2 separate regions of the Sus scrofa genome follow, and region 2 is linked to region 1. Evidence: chromatin contacts called from public Hi-C data. All regions are on one chromosome and are shown on one strand. The core of a region is the stretch at or near the end of the contact, and the rest is flanking DNA. Distances in the headings are between cores, read along the strand shown.

Region 1 (5,214 bases), core at 399-2,898:
GGTGAGGGGTGTAAGCATGCACACACACACACACACGCACACACGGGCATGCATGCGTGCAAATTCACAAGCCCAGAGTGAGCTGAGAAAAGTCAGCTTCGCCTACAGTCTGACTGATTCCTCTAAGGATCATCAACACAAACAATGCAGGGGTGACTCATCGCCTGTGACTCACAGCGCTGTGGGACTAAGGTCCTGCCCGCACAGGGCAAACATCATAGTATTTGTCCTTCTGTCCCCTGAGGGGGAGGGTTCCCCCCAGCCCAACCTCCACCTCTAAACCAGGTGAGCCTGGACGGGGGCAGCTTATGATGTAGAAAGTAAGGGAGCATTCTAGAGAAACTCACCTGATCTGGGCAACAGGGGTGATGGGAGGCGGGGTTTCTTTATTCAAGGATTTACAGAAGATGTATTTCAACACAGCATTCCCCACTGGGCATTCAGAACAGGGTATGATTCCCCCCCCCAAAAAAAACCAAACGATTTCTTGGTATCTTTTCAGGAATCCATTGATTGTGCAAAGTGAGGTTAGTGTGCTGGAGTGAGGAATATGGGGGTGAGGTGGGGAGCAGAAATTCCCAGTTGAAAAGTCAGAGAGGGTTTTGGACCATTGAGGCCACTTCCTCCCACCACCCTGGGCCTTGTGACTTGCTGATTCCCTGTCCTCGCCTTTACCCTCTTCCAGCTACCATCCCCCCCCACCCCCGCCCCAATCTGGCCCTGCACTCAGGGCTGGAGCCCGAGGGGAGGGGCTGCCCTGCTCCTTGCTGGCAGCTTGACTCTCTTCAGCTGCTCCTGAGAACACTGTTCCAGAGGATCAGGTTCCTGCCTCTGCCCCCGGGATTTATCAAGCAGTCACTGTGGATCTGCGATGTCTAGGATGATAGGGGGATGAGGGTGGGACAAAAGAGGCCAGTCCTTTAGCCAGGAGCCAGGAGTCCCATGTGATGTACCTAGGGAAGGGGAACTTTAAATGTTTACCCTGGGAGTTCTCATTGTGGCTCAGTGGAATCCGACTAGGAACCATGAGGTTGTGGGTTCAATCCCTGGCCTTGCTCAGTGGGTTAAGGATCCGACATTGCTGTGAGCTGTGGTGTAGGTTGCAGACACGGCTCAGATCCTGTGTTGCTGTGGCTGTGGTGTAGGCTGGCAGCTACAGCTCCGATTAGACCCCTAGCCTGGGAACCTCCATATGCCGTGGGAGTAGCCCCAGAAACGGCAAAAAGAGAAACAACAAAAAACAGAAAAAAAAACCTCTTACCCTGGAGTGGAGGTGCACAGAAAGACTGTCTTTCGGAGGCCAGCCTTCAGTTTGGAGATGCAGTTGCCTTCTAGACCAAGCATCCATAGTTCTGGGCAACCAGATGCCCAGGTCAGTAGGTCAGTAACTTGGGGATGTCCCAGTTTGGAGGAGATGTGGCCTTTATCTTTGAGACAGTCAAAGGAATGCCTTTAAGGCATCCTTGGTCTGAAAGGGAAGCTGGAATTTCTCCCTTTCCCGTTTCCCATCCTTCAAAGCAATTAATTAATGTTGGCAGCGGGAACCCACGGTGGGCAGAGGAGCCTGGGACTTCCACTCCTCCCGCCAGAGCCACTCACAAGCGAAGCCTGAAGTGTGGCCTTGTCTGTCAGATTGTTGCAGAGACTGAAGGAGCTCTTTGATAAGAAAGTGCTAAATAACAAAACATGAATTATAGAGAACGTAGAAACCAGGGCCTACAGATTGGTTGGCTGGATGTCAGGCCCCTAAGGGTCTTCTAAAGACTGGACCTCTCCCTCCTCTTGGAGGTGGTCACCAGGCCAGCACCTGGGAGCAGGCAGCCTCCTGCAGGACCACAGGGCAGAGGTGAGGAGTTAAAGAAAGGCAGTGAGACTGCTGTGCTGGGGGTGGGGAGCAGAGGGACAGGGAGGAGCTTGGGAATGGGGACAGGGAAACAGCACAGTGCCGCCTGGGTGGAAATGATGGGAGGGGGCCCAGTAATGTGTCCTGGGAGCGGGGGGAAGCAATGGAACAAGGTTACAGTATCAACGGCTAGAAATCTTGTGTGTTGACCCATAAGGACTGTGGCAGGAGATGGAACTTGCATAGAAATGTGTGCCTCTCAGATACACAGGGACAGCCAAAAAAAAAAAAAAGAAATGGTGAAGATGAAGGCTTGGGGCAGAAGGCTCACCTCAACCTCAGGACCAGGGGTGCCCCCGCCCCTCTGCCCAGAGATGGGTCCTCAGACATCGTGGGGGGGCTGGTGTGGGGAGAGGAGTCTGCCTGGAGGGACAGAGAGGGATCTAGGCATTGGAAGTGAGGTCCAGAGTCTCTGCTGACCAGACACAAGGGCCAGGCCTTGCTCTCCCTGCCACCCCCACCCCATCCTGCCCGTGAACTGCACACTCACAGCAAAGAGCTGTTCGATTCCGGTGCCTGTTGTGGGAGAAGGAATATGACAGCCTCTGCCCGAAAATTGTCCCCTACTCGTCAGTGTCAGACACACCCTGAGCGGCAGGGGTGGGGGTGGGTGCGGTGAGTGGGAGAGGCTGGCCTTGGATCTGGCCCGGAAGGAGGGTGGTCTTCAGCCCTGTGTGGTCCCACTGGGACTTTAGTGCTCAGGCTTCACAAAGGAGCATGAAGACAGATGATAATAATAATAGCTATTCCTTTTGATCTAGCACTTGGCTGTGCTCTAAGTACTTTGCAGCTGGAGGTCCTCACCACAGCCCTACTGTCAGCACCCCGATTTTACAGAACGAAGGCAGGTGCAGAGAGGTGAAGGAGCTTGCCCAAGGTCATAGGGCAGAAGGGGAGCAGCTGGATTCCAAGCCTGACAGTCCTGCTCTCTTGGGCCCGTGCTCCAACCCCAAGCCCAGCTGATCTGAGGGCACATTTTCCCTTGGAGTGTCTTCGCAGCAGATGCCACCGGATTCAGGCTGGGCACTGTAGGGCCTCTGGGATCTGTGCCCTGGGCTCAGGAGGAGAGAGGCCAGCTGGGCAGCGGGGCCTGGGGGTCCGAGGTGTGCACAGGGCATGGGCCCAAGTATGGAGTTGGGAGTGGAGGGGATTGGAGGGTTCAACTGATGGCAAATGCAGGCCAGTTCTGTCTATAAACAAATAAAACTGAGCCACAGTGGGGCAGACACATGTCCTGGAGACAGCTCTGCTTTCGTTTGTGGATGTGGGTGTGTGTGTTTTTTGTGTAAGTTGCCAAAACACCCTGAGCCAGGCTGGTGGAGGGTGGGCCCTAGGCTGCTCCTGATGGATGCCTGCTCAGGTCCCCGAGGCCCACAGTGTCAGATGGCTGAACACACTGTAAGCTCCGAAGAAGAAAAACAGTCACCTAGCTCACTGGAGTGGGGGTACTGGGAGGGGGAAGGGAGGAGCCCCTTAAACTCAGGCAGGTGCTGCCCTTCAGAGAAGACTCAGGGGATCTATCTCAGACTTGACCAAGCAGGACAGAGAGGTGGGTTCCAGGCCCAGCCCTGCCTTGTCCCTGGGAGACCTTGGGTTGGTTGAAGCCCCTCCAAGCCACATCCAGACTGGGCACTCAGATGCTAGGTCTGGCTCTTGTCTCATTTGCGCTTCTCACTAGGACACCTTCCTGGGAGCCCTGCTCCAAGCATCTAGCCTCCTGCTGGCTTCTGTGGGCAAGGGCACCCATGTCTAAAGTGGGCTTTCTAGGGTTCCCACTGTGGCTCCACAGGGTTGGCAGCATCTCTGCAGTGCCAGGATGCAGGTTTGATCGCTGCTGCCCCCAGCACAGTGGGTTAAAGAATCGGCAATGGTCGCAGCTGTGGCTCAAATCTGACTCCTGACCCAGGAACTCCTTATGCTGTGGGGCAGCCAAAAGAAAAGAAAAAAGTGGGCTTTCTCTGCCTCAGCACTTGACTCTGAGGGCTGGATTATCTTTTGTTGTGGAAGCCTGTCCTGTGCATTTCAGAGTGTGTAGCAGCCTACCTGCCTCTACCCATCAGATGCCAGGAGCACCCTGTCGCTACAACCCAAAATGTCTCAGGACTTTGACAAATCATCCCCATTGAGAACCACAGGTCTAAGGGGAAGGCTTCGGTCCAGAGGCGCCTCGGGACCAGCAGTAGCTGGACTGGTGGGACTTCGGGTGGTTTCCCTTCATTTTCCCTGGGTCCTCGACCTTTTGTCTCTTGTCATGGGAATGGGAACTCAGCCTTGAGGTAGAGGAAGAAGGGAGGTTGTTTGGGACCCGGAATGCTGTATTAAGTCAGGTTGGGCAGGCTGGGGTCACAGACTCTCCCCTCAGCGCTAGGAGGGAGGCACGTGGTCAGAGAAGGTGGTGGGGAACCCAGATTTATTTCCTTTGAGAACAGCTTCACTGGGTTGCAGAAATCATGCCCGCCTGATGCATGAAATACATCCAGTTGGAATTCTCTAGAGGTGCAGCAGGTATTGTTACTGCAGCAGCTCAGGTTGTTGCTGTGGCGCAGGTTCAATCCCTGGCCCTGGAACGTCCACATGCTGGGAGCGTGGCGAAAACCCCGAAGCCAACTCAACTAGAAAAGGAACACACCTAATGGTTTTCTGGTGCCATGGTGGACCTTCTTCCTCCCAGCCACTTCTTTTTTTTTTTTTTTTTTCCTATTTCTTGGGCCGCTCCCGCAGCATATGGAGGTTCCCAGGCTAGGGGTCCAATCGGAGCTGTAGCCACTGGCCTACGCCAGAGCCACAGCAACACAGGATCCGAGGCGCGTCTGCACCACAGCTCACGGCAACGCCGGATCGTTAACCCACTGAGCAAGGGCAGGGATCAAACCCGCAACCTCATGGTTCCTAGTCGGATTCGTTAACCACTGCGCCACAACGGGAACTCCCTCCCAGCCACTTCTGATGGTTTCTGTTCCCACTGCCTCTCTCTCCTGGGTGGCTGTGGATTCCCCACCCATCACACCATGTCCAGTCCTCCTTGCTTCTTACCAGGCCATTGCAATAGCTCCCGTAGCTTTTCCTGCCTCCAGTCTCTCCCCCATCCACCCTCACCCCGATCTGCCCTTCATACACTAAAGTGCTTTTTTTTTTTTTTCCCCCTGAGAAACAGATTTTCATATCGTATTCTCCTGCTTAAAACTCTTCAATGGCTCCCCACGGCCCTCTGGATAAAGCTGGGGCTCTTCAGGCTGCCCACTCAGCTTCTCACTTTGCTCTCACTCATTGCCTCGGCCTCATCCCCGCTGTGCCTCTCCTCCTCATAGTCC
Region 2 (5,116 bases), core at 1,632-4,131, 67 kb after region 1:
CCAGTGTTGCCATGAGATGTGGTGTAGGTCGCATACGTGGCTTGGATCCTGCGTTGCTATGGCTGTGGCATAGGCCGGCAGCTGTAGCTCCCCATTCGACCCCTAGCCTGGGAACCTCCATATGCGAGGGTGCGCCCTCAAAAGCCAAAAAAACTTTTTTTTTTTTTTTTTAAATGGAGGTGGTCGTGAAGGGTAGATGGGAAATGGCGGTGGAAGTTCTTTGCCAGCTCTGTGTGGCTTCTTTCCCACTCTTAGCTTTTTCCAGTCTTGCCCAGCCTCCAAAGCTCGGCCCAAGCCCACTGCCTCGTGCCTCCTTGACTCCCCCTGGCTGGACTGAGTCCTCAGCCCGGAGGGGTCATCATTGTGTGCTCTTGCAGCTCCAGAGCCATGTGAGTGCTGGCCATCCCTTGAATGACTCGTGTTAGAATCCGCCAGGCTGCCCTCTCAGCACTGGACCGGATACAAGCCCAAGCTGGCTCTACTCATCATCTCCCTGTCTTGGGACTTCCTATTTTCCAAGTGCTTTTATCTGGATGTCAGGTGTGAGAGATCTCTGAGCAACCCAGGGAGATGGTTGGGGAGAGATTTTAGGAATTCCCATTACATGGAGGAAGGGACCGATCACACTGAGAAAGCCCAAGAGACCTAGCCAAGGTCACAGGACTGGGCAGTCGATTGCCAAGTCACGATTCAAATCCAATGTTCTCAGCACTCCCCAGGCGGCCGCCTTTGCTCAGGGTCTGACCTAAACCAACACAAGACCAGAGGTGTGTGCGCACTTGGGGCTCACAGGCCCTCTTAAGTGGGCTTTGGCTTTTCTTTGCTTCTGTGGGCCCCCTCCCCATGGCTTCCCCAACCCCTCCCAGGAGCCATCCCTCTCAGAAGCCATCCCTGAACCCCACCAGAGACTCAGCCCAGGCCTGCGCTGGGGCAGACAGCCCCAACACAGGGCCACAGGGCCCGGCCCTACATGCTACCTGTGTCCGGATCTGGATCCCGATCTGGAGCGAGGCAGGCAGGGCTTTGCTCTTGGCAGGACAAACAGTCTTGGCCTCTGCCCAGAGGCCAGGAGAGGGTTTTAAATAGCCAGGGACAGGCGGATTGTGAGGCCCAGTTTAAATTAGTTGTCACTGCTTGATTGAATCAGATTTAATTGTTGGTTGGTGCTGAAATGACGAAGGAGATATGGCTTTAAATAGGAACCGTAAGTGGTTCAGCCTCATCTTGGGTGGGAACTGCAAGCACAGATCAGGTCTCTTCCTATTCAAAGCGGGGGCTGGGGGGCTGGGGGGGGTGGCAGGGGCAGTGGTAGAGAGGGTGGACTGAGCCTGGCCTGGACTGCGGGCACTCGGGAAGATGAGGGCTCACCGATGGATCACGTCCACCCGTCGGACTGTCCTCTTCCTCCCCACCCTTTGACGAGCTGACTTCTTCCCACCTGCTCCTTCGCGGCTGTGCCTGGACCCCTCCTTTTAGAGTCACCAGAGGAAGAGGGGGGCACAGCAGAGCGGAAACGTCCGCTGTACTTGGGAGCCTGAGGACCTGTGTTCGGATCTCACCTTGCCCCTGACTGGGGGGGACATCTGAGATCTCGGAGCCTCAGTTTCCACATCTGTACACCGAGATGAAGCTGGTCCTGTCTCCTCCTTCAAGAGCTCTGAAAGCTGTCACCAGGGCCATTCCTGCTGGTGAATCAGCAGCTCCCCTACCTGAGCCTGTGGTGTGTGCCCTCTAGAGCCCAAGGGCCCTTCCCCCACCACAGGTCACAGCCCACTTTGTCGTGCCTTCCTTGTTGTTGCTGGATGGTCCCGGTTCCCTGGGCCAGGGTGGGAGTCCCCCCTCCATCCCTCTCACCTGGGGCCTGCAGTTGCACCTTTCACCTCTAGCTTCCCCTACCTCCCTTCCAGAGCCAAGTGGAGCAGTCAGGACCCACATTCGGGCCTCACCCTGCCCCTCACTGGCTTGAGAAGGCCCACAGAACCAGGCTTCTGACACCAGTCCCCCACGCCCACCACTCCTGGGACAGGATCAGGGACCATGTGGGGTCATCTCCCCATCGCTAAAGAACAACTATGGGCAAGGGCAGAGATCTGCCTTTTCTCTCTTGGCCTGGAGTTAGAGTTAGGACTTTGGGGACCTATGGGAGAAAGTGACAGGGAGGCAGACTTTAACTCACCTGAAGAGCCTTTTAGCTGAGGCTTTCTCAGGGAACCCCGGAGGAGCTCAGCCAAAGCCCAGATGAGGCTTCCACTGAGAGGGGTGCAGATGGGCCGTCTCCGGGGCTGGGAGAGACTGGCCTGGTCTCAGGGTTGAAAGAACCACCTCCTGGTTCCACCTCTGCCCTACTCCCTGCATGACCTTGAGGCAGCTGCTTCATCTCCCTGAGCCTCAGTCTCCACTTTCGTGAACACGGGAAATAAGAGGCTTTTCTGGAAAGGGGCAGCATGAGGATTCTGAAATAGGAACTAACAGATGCAAAAGTACTCCTTGCTTGGCCCGGGGTTGGTGTGGGATAAATGCTTGCTGACTGTGAATCTAAGCCAGGTGGGGCCTTGGACCAGCTAGTCCCCTGCAACTCTGAGTGCGGATACTTTCATCGGCACAGGTAGCCAAGTGTCCAGGTGAGGAGGCTGCTAGACCAAGTGCCCACAGTGTCGAGAGGGGATGGGGGAAGAGTGGACAGTTCACCTCAGCACCGTGCCCTCAGCTTCACTTCTTTTTTGGCGGGGGGGACGGGGGGGGGCCAAAGGAAGGGGCAGGCCAGTCGTGTCATCTGTATGAAGTGGAAATATAGCTCTTATCTCATTTCCTTGTCCAAACTGCCTGTGATGGATACGCCTGGGCCATGGACGTGCTGGGAGAATAACGGGAACTGACGGGGTCTGGGCCACGTTCTCTGCATCCTCTTCCCACACAGGCGTCCAGAGCGGGAGAGTCGGGCTCTCGCTGCGGTGCCAAAATAAACTTGTATTGTTTCCAGCAACACAAGAGGCCTTGAGTGAAGCAGCTTTTGCCAAACCCTATAAGGAAGCTGGGGGAAGGGGGGGGGAGCCTGTAATGAGAGATCCCCTCCCCTTTGCCCCCACCTCCAGCTTTCTCCTGACTTCTAGAGAACTCCATGTAGGCAAGCCCCAAAGCAAGTCCCGGAGGGCACTGCGGGAATCTGGACTTTTAGGGGAAAAAGAAGGGACTGGAGCTCCCATTTGTCTTGTGTCTTCTATGTGCTCGGTGCTTTGCTGATAGAGTTGCGTGAGTGGGCTGGGGGTGACACAGACCTCGGTTCAAATGCTGGTCCTATCACTTGCTAACCCTGTGCTCTGGGCAAGCAGGTACCTTCTCTGAGCTTCCCTCTCCCCATGGGTAAAATGGAGCTAACCATAGTGTATGTTACGAGGTTGTATGGAAGGTCAGCTCAGGTGATGTCAAAAAATGCTTCTATTACAGAGTTGCTGTTAATAATTTTCAGGACAGTGCCCAGAGGTGGGTATTGTTATGTAACTATTATGGTTTGGATTGAGGCACTTTATCAGGGTCTATCAGATAGTAAGTGGCAGGCTCAGGATTCAGACTTGCATCTGGGTGGCTCCAGGGCACTGACTCATTGTACCTGCATCTGAGATGGGCTGGGTTTCTTTTTTTTCTTTTTCTTTTCTTTTCTTTTTTTTTTTTTTTTGGTCTTTCTGACGTTTCTAGGGCCACTTCCCATGGTATATGGAGGTTCCCAGGCTAGGGGTCTAATCAGAGCTGTAGCTGCCCGCCTGCACCAGAGCCACAGCAACGCAGGATCAAAGCCACGTCTGCAACCTACACCACAGCTCACGGCAACGCCAGATCCTTAACCCACTGAGAAAGGCCAGGGATCGAACCCACAACCTCATGGTTCCTAGTCAGATTGGTTAACCACTGTGCCACGACAGGAACTCCAGGGCTGGGTTTCTTTTTTTTTTTTTTTTTTTTTTGTCTTTTTGCCTTTTTGCTATTTCTTTGGGCTGCTCCCGTGGCATACGGGGGTTCCCAGGCTAGGGGTCGAATTGGAGCTGTAGCCACTGGCCAACACCAGAGCCACAGCAACGCGGGATCCAAGCCGCGTCTACAACCCACACCACAGCTCACAGCAATGCTGGATCGTCAACCCACTGAGCAAGGACAGGGACCGAACCCGCAACTTCGTGGTTCCTAGTCAGATTTGTTAACCACTACGCCACCACAGGAACTCCTGGGTTTCTTGATATAGATGCCAAGCTGCTCTGAAGCTGGGGAGCTGGAAAGCTGGGAAAGCAAAGCCTGTTAGGCAACACTTTCACGGCCTCATTGCCCTTGAGACCTCACAGGCTTGCCCACTGTCTGGCTGGATCTGGACACCAAAGCCTAGGGATCCCCTCGCCAGGACCCAGGACCCCTCTGTCTTTGGAGCATCCATCTGGAGGGGGTGTCTACAGCTTGGGCCCTTACTCCAAGGGACATCTGCACAACTGGACCCCAGCCCTGCCCAGGCAGGCAGCCTCCTGCTCCTGCGTGGACAGCTAATGGAGCCAAAGTCTCCTGGGATATAAAATTTGCCTCTGTTACTCACTGCCTGGGAGACATCAGGCCTCTTATCTTGCTCTCTCTGAACCTCAGTTTTCTCCTCTCTGCACTGGAGCACTATTACCTAGTTTCTGGGTCTCTGAGAGAGAATGAACATGACAGTGTGTGTGTGTGTCTGGAGACCAGTGCTCCCTGGGACCCTGGGACTCCAGGCTGGGACCTATGTTTCAGCCTTCGATATGGACTCTGCATGTCATCCTTAATGAAAAGTGAATAACTCATGTGTTCATTTCATTAAACGCTGCCCCCACAAACGTGTGGGCTTATGCAGCTCTCCAGACTGTCAACTGGAAGATATCTCAGAATTCCTTGTAAATCAAAAGGTTTCATTTTGCTGCCAAGACAGTCCACTTTCTCTGCCTTGTGTCAGGAGGAGGGATGGTGTAGGCAGGGATTAGAGTCAGGAGACCTGCCTGCTGGTCTGGACTCCACCCATTATTGATGAGGGACAGGATGGGACAGAAGGAAACTGGTCCTTGTCCCTGAGGCTTCAGTGTCCTCCTCTGCAGCTTGGGTGGTGTGCGCGCTG

Evidence for each region. A called contact is a pair of places that touch in the nucleus more often than the background predicts.
Region 2: a contact with region 1 is called in a Hi-C map of retroperitoneal adipose tissue, with 1.7 times the contacts expected there. A contact is called at or near these places in 9 of 47 Hi-C or Micro-C datasets (embryonic fibroblasts, fetal heart ventricle, heart right ventricle and 4 more) and 2 of 2 datasets of targeted methods (alveolar macrophages and skeletal muscle).

What each region holds. Positions count from the first base shown.
Region 1 is chr3:93,661,158-93,666,371 of Sscrofa11.1, forward strand. All of the region lies in intron 1 of LOC110260019 (a long non-coding RNA gene), which reads right to left. Among named protein-coding and RNA genes, the nearest start is that of MCFD2, 43 kb to the left of the region's middle.
Region 2 is chr3:93,727,235-93,732,350 of Sscrofa11.1, forward strand. No RefSeq gene overlaps it. Among named protein-coding and RNA genes, the nearest start is that of MCFD2, 110 kb to the left of the region's middle.